2 separate regions of the Oryzias latipes genome follow, and region 1 is linked to region 2. A link is a contact called in public Hi-C data. All regions are on one chromosome and are shown on one strand. The core of a region is the stretch at or near the end of the contact, and the rest is flanking DNA. Distances in the headings are between cores, read along the strand shown.

What was found. A called contact is a pair of places that touch in the nucleus more often than the background predicts.
Region 1: a Hi-C map of embryo shows a contact between it and region 2, with 1.9 times the contacts expected there. The contact joins two enhancer-like sites. A contact is called at or near these places in 2 of 5 Hi-C or Micro-C datasets (embryo and gastrula embryo).

What each region holds. Positions count from the first base shown.
Region 1 is chr6:10,812,900-10,819,349 of ASM223467v1, forward strand. No RefSeq gene overlaps it. Among protein-coding and RNA genes, the nearest start is that of LOC101173859, 53 kb to the right of the region's middle. Within about 2 kb of position 3,327, at least 6 of the 8 cell types and tissues checked have an H3K27ac peak or open chromatin away from gene starts, as enhancers often do. A contact at or near this core is called in embryo and gastrula embryo, where this site is marked.
Region 2 is chr6:10,761,870-10,767,887 of ASM223467v1, forward strand. No RefSeq gene overlaps it. Among protein-coding and RNA genes, the nearest start is that of cdkn1c, 60 kb to the left of the region's middle. Within about 2 kb of position 1,487, at least 2 of the 8 cell types and tissues checked have an H3K27ac peak or open chromatin away from gene starts, as enhancers often do. A contact at or near this core is called in embryo and gastrula embryo, where this site is marked.

The sequences.
Region 1 (6,450 bases), core at 2,077-4,576, 53 kb after region 2:
ATCCTGCCCTTTGACCTCCATGACATCATATGAGAGGCTGTTGTGCGTCTTTTGTGCACCACCAGGGTCAAGATTATTCAGTGGACAAGTAAAGAGTTAGTGTCTGACAATAATGTGTTTGCTGAGAGGCTCCGCTTCCTGCTTGAATCTGTGGTCAAAGTTTCTGGCTTTGTCTGGGACAGTGAGTGGGGGAAACAAATAAATGCCTTTTTTGAACATTCTGGCATGTGTGTGTGTGTGTGTGTGTGTATAATTCGCTCACAAACCCACACAGACCTATGCAAAATAGGATTAAAATGCAACAGTTCTTCAGCCGTTGTCATGTCAGAATGATATCAGACAGTAAGGGCATTTATATGATCCTGATTACATTTTATTTCAGATTACTCAAACATCTCGAAAAAAGTCCTCTAAGTCAAATAATTGATACAAAAAAATAATTTTATTGCAATTACGATGTATTTTAAGCACAAATTATCCTCAAAAATGCATTGTCATTATTTAAAAGAGCTAAAGATCCATTAGGATAGTCTGCCTTTTACACCTGAGAGAATCTTCTCCAGAACAGAGCAGAGCAATACTGACAGAAGAATCCAGATCACATCCTCAAAGATGAGACACAGGTTTTCTAAATGTCAACCTTCACTGTGATTAAAGTATTTTTTTTGTTTATTTAGATTTTTTTACACATTTTAATTTGGATTTTGTATTGTGGTTGCAATGTTTTTGTTGCATCACTTCAAATTTGTTTTAAAAGGAAAAAGCTAAAGTTCTATACAACAGCTGTTAAATTGTAATAGTAGTTGTTGTTTTTATTATTTATTTTGAATGTTTTATCTTTATAATATGCACCTTTAAAATATAACACGCATGTTTGGTTTGTTGTGCTGGGACACTCAATTCCTTCACAGTCAAGAAGGCATATTTTTATGGAAGTTGGAGGTTGGTTCGTTTGCAAAATGACAAGAAAAACAATAAAGGATTCTTACACTTTTCTAAAGTGTGAAGTTAAAACCTGATACGATGGAAGAAGTGAAACATGCAGCAAAAAGTGAGTATGAAGATGCACAAGCTGAAATTAGTAGAGGAGAAGAAGAAAATGTGAAAACAAGGTGCATTTTTTGCATTTATCAATTTCTTTAGAACAATAATCAATTAAAAAATTTTTTCCACAAAGCAACATCTACATTTTTATTTACAGTCAAGTTTATTCTGGACTGCATTTAACTGCATTAGGGGTGTGACATTTCATTTTAACAAGGATTCACATCATAATTTGTGCTGAGGGAATGTTATTAGAACATTCTGTGTGATCACATGTCTTTGCTAAATTCAAAGTGTTTCCACACATTGGACTGGAATGATGGACTGATCATGTTTTTGCTGTCATCACAATTGGGTTGTCCGCTTTGATGTCACTTGGTTGTTTTTAACTGTAGAGTAAAGTACACCAACTTGTCTCAATCCGGATGATATTTTCCAGCATCGGTTATAATCAGTTTATTTCATTTTGTAATGATTTTATAATGGGACAGTTCAATTTGATTCAACTAACAAAATGCCTGAGCATAATGAAGATTGACACGCTTGTTAATCCAGTTTATGACTAATTACACTTCCGTATCAGAGCTACAAAAGATTATATTACTTTTCTATTGTGTTATTCTTCTATTTCATTATTTGTGTTTTTTATTAAAAAAACACTAAACAATTTCAAACATTTTTCACATACAAAAAAATAACCATTTCTCTGAAATATACTGTTCACAAATGTGTCTAAATCTGTGATAGTGATTGGTTTTAAATGGCCTCGTTTCAGAGTGGCCTTTTATTATGGCCAGTCTAAGGCACACCTGTGCAATGATCATGCTGTCTACTCAGCATCTTGATATGGCACACCTGTGAGGTGGGCTGGATTATGTTAGCAAAGGAGAAGTGCTCACTAATGCAGATTTAGACAGATATTTGAGAAAAACTGTTATTTTGTGTTTATAGAAAATGTTTCAGATGTTTGGGTTTATCTCATGAGAGCAAAAACAAAAGTCGTCATTATAATTTCTTTAGTTTTAGTCTTTTTAGTCTTTTTAAAGACCCATGTTAATGAAAATTGAGTTCTTGGTGTTTTTAACATAATTCTGAGGCATTTTTCTCATGATGGTAGACAAATTTAAAGAACACTTGGCTAAAAATTGCATTTCTGACTATTTCTTTCTTGAAATCGTTGTGAATCAGGACCAGATGTAAAAATGCTGTTTGGAGAAGAGCGTATGTGTGACATAAAGAACACACCGGGTGGGCCACAAACTCCCTGCTCTGAGCTCTCAGTACCGGAAAGATAAAGGTCAGCTGGGTTGCTCTGCGCCAACGCTTCCACCCACAACTCAGAGGCAAATTTCTAATGAATTACTCCCACTTTGCAGAACTTATGTCCTAGAAAAAAACATGTTTTATGATTTGGGCTAAAAACCTCATAATCATTATTTAAAGACCATGGGATCACTTTTACAAAAGATCAAAAGATGATGGGAATGGGACTTTGCAAGGTGAGCATGTGTGTGCAGTTTCCCGTTCTGCCAACTTCCTGCTTGTTCTGTTTCTGCTGCAGATGACTATTTTCTCAGTAATCTCTTTACATCTGAAATGTTTGTTTTTGAATAAAAGTCAGATGAAAGTATCTTCTAAACTATAAATGTTATGTTATGCATAGTTCTTCAATTTACCTAAATCCTAGTGGCCTAACCTCATTAGGCAGTATCTTTGTCTTGTTCCAGCTGCTTCTAAAAAGGATTTTAAAATCCTTCATGTTTTTTAAACTGAAAACAAAAGCAGTATGGAAATAAAAAAATAAAAAAACAAGTCCTGAAAATGAAAAATTGGTTGGGATTATTTCTTTGCCTCTGTTTGTCACAAACACACGTGCACATTTGTATGCATAAGCAGTATTTCAGAGCAGAGGCACGAGGAGGTCTCAGTGGTTTCTCCCGGCCCCTTGAGTCAACAGGGCCAAGAGGTCAAAGGCCAGAAAAGATAGAATGCTCAGGGAAAGAAAAGGAGGGAGGGGTATTGAGTGGGGGAGTGCTGTACCGTGATGGGGGAGGAGGACACGTAAACAATTGGGTAGAACTTGGCGGGAAACCCAAGAATGACCAGGAAGGCCTCCTCTCTCAGTCAGAGTGTGAGTCAGAAGGGCTGTTCCTCTCAGCCCGGTGACCTGAGTCACGCTCAGATGCCCACACACAACTGAGCAGCTAAGGCACGCACAGACGCACACATACCCACACTGTCACATGCACAAATCCCACACATGTACCTTAACTCCCCTCCTGCCAAACAATGGCCGCGCCCATTGTGGTTTCATCCCATTCCTCCCTTTGCCCTCCCCCCTGACAACACTTGTGGAGGTGATGTCATCTTTCCATTCCCCTAATGGCATTGCTGTGGTCCAGTGACTCAACAGTTTGTGTGTGTGTGTGTGTGTTGTATTGTAAAGTTGACAGATGAGGTCAAGGTACTTGTTCTTAGGCTGAGGTCACCGACTGTCAATGACTGATCCTTCTTACAGCATCTTAACAAAATAGCTCTTTGAATGGGGAGGTGGAAAAAAACCAAATGGGACATTGAGTGTGTTTTAGTGTGTAAATGTATGTAACTGTAAATGATGTCAGGGCATGAAGCTGTGACACACTCATGTTATGGGGCCTCAGCAAACCCTCCATAAAATAAATCATGACAAAAATTGTGATGCTTAACCCAAAGCGACCCAATAGCGCTTACATTTTTAGTGTCTGAGATTGGAAGAGCTCCAAAAAAGTTCTAACAGCAAAAAGAAGTTTCTCATTAGCTTTTTTTTTCTTGACAAAAAGTCATTTTAAAGCTAATAAATTGTTTTTAGAGCAAACCATGAGGAAATCACGAGGAAATAAATAGAACGTAGAAAAAATGGTTTTAGGGTGACGAGTGTGTTTGGGTACAAGATAAGGATAGCAGAAGAGTAGGAGAAAGGGATGGTTACAAGATTGCGCAAAAGGTTTAGCTAAAATATGGATGAATGGAATGAGAGATAAATGATTGGCGTCTGTGTGGACAATAGAAAAGAATAGATCCATTGATTCAGTTCCATTCAAACTTCCTTTATCAGTCCCCACGGGTGGGATCAGAATGAAATGCAGAGGAAGTATGTCCATAAGGAGAGCATGTGAGTAGGAGGAAGGAATGACAGGATGGATAAGGAGGGATCATCAGAGCAGATGATGGGAGGTGGGTGGGGTTGAGGGTATGAAGAGAAACAGCGCCAGATGATTTATCTGTGTTTAAATAGGGTTTAAATATATTTGTCAGGTGTTTGTAGATCACCTGTCATGAGGTGATTACAGGTTGTTGCCGAGTGATGACAGATGGCTGTCAGGTGGCTGAGGCGTGGTCATGCTCTTAAAAATGTAGTTTACTACATAGCTTCACCTTTGACATGGTCAAAGTGGATTTGACCATGTCTCATGGATTTTGAAGGTGTGCGTGTGTTGACTTTAGTGCCATGACATTAAGCCTGTTTCTTCACATGCTTGCTGAAACACTCGTAGGCCTTTAATTATAGACACACCCAGCATTTACTTTGCTAAGTGCTCAGAGAAATCCAATGCAATCCCCTATGACTTACTATAAACTAAGAAATTTTCACAATATAAGTATAATAGTATGCAAAATCCACACTCACATTTTCATAGCTACTACGGCTCCCCACAGTTTTTGAAAGGAGCAGGATGTAAACAGATCGCCAATACCTCCACTTTAGTCAGATAATTGCAGCCCAAGGCCAAATCAAACATCCTCTGGACTCTGGCCTGGGAAATGAACTCACTGCTAAACCCATGACATGGCCTGATGGACATGAAAGCCCTCATAGAGCGGGCGGTTCTGCGAACGGGCCAAGGGAGAGTGGCATCAGGCCCATGCGGATGTGGCAGGAGGCTGTGATGTCAGCGGGCTCTCAGGGAAACTTGGCCAGGCTTTGTGGCAGCCGCAGATCACGCGTCCTGCTCAGTGCCAATGCAGGTGCACATCGTGCACAAAATGAGATGCAAGAAGCTTGGAAAGATGTGTGGCATGTTTCCTACGTGTACAAATTCAGGAGAGTTCAGTTTGGCTTTAGAGCTAATTATTTCACTGAGACTGCTACCTGCTTTTTCACTGAAAATAACAGGATTTTGCTGGAGGGGGGCTGTTGGTGCCATTTTTCTGGATCTCAAGAAGGCTTTTGACACTGTTAATCGCAAAATCTTACCGTCAAAATTATGCAATTTTAACTTTTCTTCTGATGCACTGCAATGGATTGAGTCTTATTTCACTGACCGCTCCCAACATGTCAAAGTCTAGTCATTTAAGTCTGCAGCTCTCAGTCTGCCAAATGGTCTTCCTCAAGGCTCAGTTTTGGTACCTTTGTGTTTTTTACTTTACTTTAATGACCTTCCATCTTGTCCTTGTGCTATCTTAGATGACCCCACCCTTACATTGACTTGTTCTCCCTACCATGACAAAGGTGGATAAAGGTGGAAAGATTTCATGTAATCCATGGACACCAGTGAAGATCACAAATCATTGAGGAAAAAAGGTGCAGCTCACTGTCTAGTGGGTCTAGATGACCCAACTCCCAATGCTAAAGTGCCTAGGATAACACAAGGGTTAAACTGATGACACTGTGGTCTATGTTCACGGCAGTAGTTCCTCTCAGGTGGCTGAGAAGCTCACCAATGCTATGGTTAAAATCACGGCTTGGTTGAAGTACTCTTGCATGCAGTTAAACACATCCAAAACAGTTACAATGTTTTTCACCAAGTCCAATAATAATTTCACTGCTGAACCAGATGTTTTTGTTTCAGGAGAAAGGCTGCAGATTGTGTCAGAACACAACTATCTGGGTTTTATGATGGATTCAAAGCTGTCTTTCAAATCACATATCTAAATGGGGCTGCAATAGAATCAAATTAAACCTCAGTAATGTTAGACACATTCACCATCAGATGTCCACACAGTCAGTAAAAATGTACATGCACACCATGATTTTCTCACATATCACTTACTGTTTACCTGTCTGGTCACAGGGTTGCAATACATCTTTAAAACATCTGCAAACATCATACAAACAAACTTTGGATAAGAAAACATGGATTACTGAGTTGGAAAAAACGTGGTCAAATGTTCAAATCTCTGTCTCATGTACAAAATCATTCATGGCTTATCATCCCCTCCTCTTCACCAGTTTAACATCCAGACAGCAGATCACAACAGAACTCAGAGTGCAGTCAGATGAGACTGTATCATTCCCTTTAGAAAAAGTGTTTTTGGTCAGACTGCTTTTTCTGTTAGAGCTGCTACTGAGTGGAACTTCACCCCCATAACTATTAGAAATCAAAATGTAATTCATTCAAGACAGTTAAAGAAATGGCTCATTGACAA
Region 2 (6,018 bases), core at 237-2,736:
TGAGCTATACGAAAACCTTCCAGTTAAGCAACATTACAAAGGTCATGCTAAAAATGATGCCGTGTGTGCTCATGGGTAAACTTTTATGAACATTTATAAAAATGTAGCTCATTTTGATGTAATTTAAATCTTTAATTATCATTTTCAGAGTAAATTTTGTGATGTGATGTTTTTATAAGCTCCTAAAAACCTTAGACAGAGATGTCGTCCATTCACCCTTGTGCTATCCTAGGCACTTTAACATTGGGAGTTGGGTCATCTAGACCCACTAGACAGTGCGCTGAACCTTTTTTCTTCAATGATTTGTGATCTTCACTGGTGTCCATGGATTACATGAAACCTTTCCACCTTTATCCACCTTTGTCATGGTAGGGAGAACACGTCAATAAAAGGGTGGGGTCATCTAAGATAGCACAAGGCTTAAAGAATGACATTAAAACAGACAAAAAAACCTGCAACCCTTCCTTGGCTGTCCCTAAATAACCTTAGATGTTTCTACAAAAAAGACACAGAAAAAGCCATTAAAAACACAAATAGACACAACAGGAGACATTTGAATCAGCTGTGATCCAACAGTGTAAATTGTATCATGACAGCAAAGTCTTAATGCCCTAGTCATAACTGCTTGTACGTGTGGATATGGGCTGTCTCCTGGTGAAAAATGGGCAAACCTGTATGGCTTGCGTAAAATCTTTAGATTGTAGACTAATCGATGAGCCTGCACAGAGAAATTGTGCATGCACATTGTCTTTGTACGGGCATGCTGCGTGCGACAGGTCTTAGTCACCCATTCACACACTGATAGCAATACACATCTGATTTAGCTTAAATAATTAACTATTAACTGTTTTAAAGTCATTAAATACTGTATAACTATCTGAGGGTAGTGGAGTCTAAGGTGCAACTTGAAAGCTTTTTATTCTCACTACTTTGCCATTTTCTTTGAACTTTGTTCTGAACTTACTTAGATATAAATATTCAAAACCTTGGGCAGATGTATAAAAATCAATGTCTGTTCCCACAATTGTTTTATTCAAATGCAGAGAAACTTGACTGTAACCAATTTTAATGGGGAGGAGTAAACTTGATCTAATTTCCCCCGCACTGCTTTAGGGAATTCTTCTCCAGTAATGATTGTCAATAGAACACTCAAAATAGTTCACTGGTTAAAAGTGACAGTTCAAGAAATCAGACGACGGTTCACTTTTATCCTTTTACTCTTTTTTTCTTTTCTTTTTTGCCACATCTGACACTTGACTCTGCACTTCTTACATCTGTTGCTCTGCAGCTGTACATTGCATCTGTGTCGAAACAATGCCTCTAAAGTAAACGTCTAGGTGAAGTTAGAGGACAATCAACCCTGTGTTTTCTTTCCTGGAGCTTTATGAGTGAATCATGCAGCATCCAGACGTCTAGACATGCCTCTGTTGGTCTGCAGCCCCACATGGCCTTAAGGCAAATGGCCGACACAGACACCCACTATCAACACTGGAAAGGTGCGGGGGTGGGGGGTTTCTAACTTGATCCAATCATCTTACATGTCGTTTGGACTGAGTATAAATCCAACTGAGAGGTCAACCGATCAAGGGTTAGAATGGGGGTTTTGTGTGTGCGTGTATGTCTGCCTCCTGCAGGTGTGTGAGTGGAGGATTAAAGGCTAGTTGTGGGACTTAGAGGCTGGTACTTTTAGAAAAACTTAGTCAAACGAGTATTCTTTAAATTCACTTCCTAAACCTTTAAAAAAAAGTCATTTTTTTATTGTTTAGCAATAAAGCAACTTTAGAAAACTTTATTTTATTAAAAACATAGGGGATTGAATGTTTTAAATCTGTTTTAAGGTTTCAGTGTAGTTAAAAAAAACAGATTGCTTTAGGATGGAGCATTAACTATCGTACTTAAAAGCACAAATTCCTAAATAAGAACACTTGAAATGTGAAAAGAAAAGAAAACTGTGAACATAAAAAACAAAAAAACATTTAAAGACCGAAATACGCATGACTTTTCTCAAGTGACTCACTTTTTAATGATTTATTTGTATTTTTTACATATTTTCCGCACTGTAGGGTGCACCAGATTATAAGGCGCACCGTCAATAAATGGTCGTTTTTCGTAATTGTGTCGCATATAAAGAGCATCGAACTATTAAGGAAGACAAAAGAGTCAGAGAAAAGTCTGTCTTTCAGTGAGACTTCACTCACAGTAAATATAGAACTTATTTGTAACACGCTACACGTTAGCCACGTTAGAAGTGTTAGTCACATTAGTGTATTTACAATACCTGGAATCCCCAACCTTGTTTGCACCATGTAAAAAACAGAGTGATACAGCTAAAATAAATGTTACTGTGACTACGCTATTCTAATGTTGATTTTCTCTCTGTAAAAAACCCCCACATAAGATTATTGCTGTTTTAACATAACAATGAATTGTTCTTGTCCCTTTTTAAAAAAATAAAAATGTTTTCTCACCCCTTTTGTAATTACTCACTTTAAAGGCATTTGTTTTTAGTTAAATAGCAATTTATAGATTTCTTTTTAACATAATAATGCATTCATTTTAGTCATTTAGGTAATTTTAACAGGAAAAAAGTGATTTAATGGTCCTTCAAGTTCTAATTAAAGTTGATCCTTTCCATTACATTTATGAAATGATGTAATGTCTGTGTTAGCTGAAAACATTTGTCACAGCTGTGCAGAATGACTGTGCGCTCTCAGGAGAAGTCTCAAAGTCTTCCTGATAAGAAAAAAAACAATCCTTCATCAAATAAATCAAACATTAAATCAGTCTAATCCAATAACTCCATGAACTCAATAATAATGAAGCTAAATTTACTGCTTATTCATCATGTTGAACATGTGGGTAAAACAAAAAAAACACATGCACGGTTTCAGCTGGGTATTTGTCATCACTTATTCATCTTCCACGCCAAAGCTCAGCCGGGGAATTTCCTGGCACATCATGTCCCAATGAAGCATCATGCTTGACTGGTATATATCTATTTTTTATGGATTCATGATGACTAATACTAAACCTTTCATCCTGTTCGCCTTTAAATTACCTAACGGTGATTGTTGTAAATGATGGGAACTCTCAGACTTTTCTCAGTCTCATTGTTGACAGAGTAGCCACAGCTGCATGCATCCTTCTTTGACCATGTTTTACACCAGGGCGTGCTGGTCTGCGGCTCACGAGGTAAAAAAAAAGAAGCAAAAACTGCTAACTTATTGGAAAATCCCTGACTTTAAATATGTTTCTTCATGATTGTGTTATGCTTCTTTGTTTAATCTGGCTTTTTTGTCAGTCTCAATTTATGACTAAGTCACATGCACCGGTACAAGGGGTTGACCGTACGGGTATTGCCGGTTTTGGGTTGTAGGCAGGTGTGGCTGGATCTTGAAGGGAGCGCAGGTGTGTCTTGCAGTTCCCTTGAGGCTTGTGGGGCCACAATGCATAAGGAACGTCATGAAACTGGAATGTACAGTGTCTTGTGTGTCTAGTAAGTGTATCGTAAAGTATTTGTAAAGGTATTGTAAGTTACACTCATGATGCATTGGTGATGATGTTGTACAACACTATACTCTAGTCAGTATAGTGAGATGCGTGCACATGCTGCACACATGGGGTGTGCAGGTGATATGTAAGGATGCCCACACAAATCGGATCATCTAATTTCCTCATTTCTAACAGTTCTGCACCAGAACACGCACTTATTACTTTAACAGCACTAACAGCCAGTGCACACTGCACAGCACACAAAAAAATGCAAAATCCCTACAATGTGCCCTCGTCTCACCTCATTCTTCCCCTATGTGTTGTATCAGTGTTCGCTACTGCCTGTCACCCGCAACATCCCCATAGAAAGATGTTCGTAACTGTTTTTGCTCTACAGGCTCAATGAATAGTCTACGAGTTTAAAATTCGGTGTGGCCAACCTGCGTGGCGTGCCCAGGTTTACCCATGTTTTTCCCACAGACTACCTGTATCCACCCAGAGGCAGTTCTCTCTAAGGCCTTATCTTACTTGGTTTACGTTTATATGGACTTGTTTTCTTACTAAATTTAAGCAGCTATAGGGGTTTTTACACCTATCAATGCTATCATAAAACATATTTCCAATCACAGTGCATGCAGTGCAATTCATGCCTTGTCCCTCCTTTCCACTCCCCTCCTGGGCAGTGGGAGTGATTCCAGTTTCCGGTTGGCTCATCTGTGCTCCTGTACCTGACCGTGTACCTCGTCTCTGACTCGTCTCTGCTCCTGCTCCTACACTTGGTCGTGGACCTTGCCTCTGGCTCGTCTTACGCCCCCTGCCGTCCCCCAACTCATCTGGATGAAGCTCATCTGGACGATTTAAACACGTAGTTGTAGAGTTAAATAAGCTAATTCTTCTCCAAGAGTTCTGGTGCATCGCCTGTCCCTCCTAGGAAGAGGATCTCTTCTTCATGTCTCCTTTTTTCACATTTGTTTTTTGGGAGTTTTTCCTTTCCGCGAAGGAGGGTCTAAGGGCAGAGATGCCCAGTTTAGCCTAGTCTGTTAAGTTTAGCTTAGTCATTACCTGTTGAATTTTATGACTTCATGTTCTTTATGATTTCACGTTTATTATACAAATTACCAGGATGAAGCCCATTAAGATGACTATTGATGTAAAATTGGGCTATAGGAATAAAATTGAAATGAACTGACAAAAAGACCTTTAAAACACAAAACGCTCAACAGTACAGTGTTTTATTTAACCCTTGTGCTATCTTAGATGACCCCACCCTTTCATTGACGTGTTATCCCTACCATGACAATGGACTTTAGTCCAGATGACAGCCCCTAAACCTACTACAATAAATGCCATTGAAGAAAAATGTAAACATCTACCAGTCTATCTTTCTTAATTTTGTTACAAACTTTTTTCATCTTAAATTATGTCTGCATTTGCAACAAGCTGCTAACAAAAAAAGCTAAACACAAATAAACAGTTTCATTTCCTTGTCTGATCACATGCTGCATGCAGTGCATTGAGTCAGTGGAAATCCAGATAAACTGCCTTTTCTGCCAATGTATTTCAGAGGCAAAAGCAAATGACCAAGGCTGAGAATTCCGGCTAATGCGTATCGAAATAGCAAGAGGTGTGGACAGGCACTGACTTCTGAAAGCCAGTAAAAAGTGAACATGAATACAAATTGTGACCTAAGGAAAACTCAGTTATCTTCGAAAAAAGATGTCGGGACTTGTGCTTAAGTTTAAAAATCTACTTTTGAGCAAAACTGTTCTGCCTCCATGGAGAGCTTGGAAAGGGAGACTTCATGGTCTCCAAAAATAAATACAATTAACCTCTTTTAGCATGTTTCTTGCAGGAGCTTTTTATAGGCACAGCAGGTTGTGTAAAGCTCAACAATTACATAATTGCACCTTGAACAGGAGACTCAGCATGTCTGCCTTTCTCTAGACATTTAAAACACCTCAGTCTAATCACTTCCACAACTTAGTGTAAAAAAAAACATACAAAAGCAAAGGAATCCTGAAATGTTTGCTATTTAGTGAGGTATGGTTGATTCAATTTTACATTTTCAATCATATTTTATTTTTTCGTAAATAAAACTGTATTTTTTATGTTCTAGAACAAAATGTGTTGGCTTTTTTGTTAGAATCTGTGCTTGTAAAAATAAAAAAAGAAAACCTTACTGAAAAGGAAAAAATAAATGGCTCACTATATATCTGTAGTAAAAATGATTACATCTGATAGTTTACACGGCTGTATTCAGGGTGGACACATTTGGCTCGCTTAACGTGAACCAGAGTTGGTTTACCCCAATAATCAAGAACACATTTTCAATCTGAATGCCCAGGCGAAACCTGGTCCAGGACCAGAACCTGCTTTTGGACCTATCGGTTCTTGGTTTGTTTCCAATCAAACTGAGCGTTGCTCTGAGTTTTCCTCAATCTGAATGCAATCCAATCCTGGAGTGGAACAACTGAAACAAAAGGCCCCCGTAGCCGGGTATTATGGGATATAAACACGGTAAGAAGG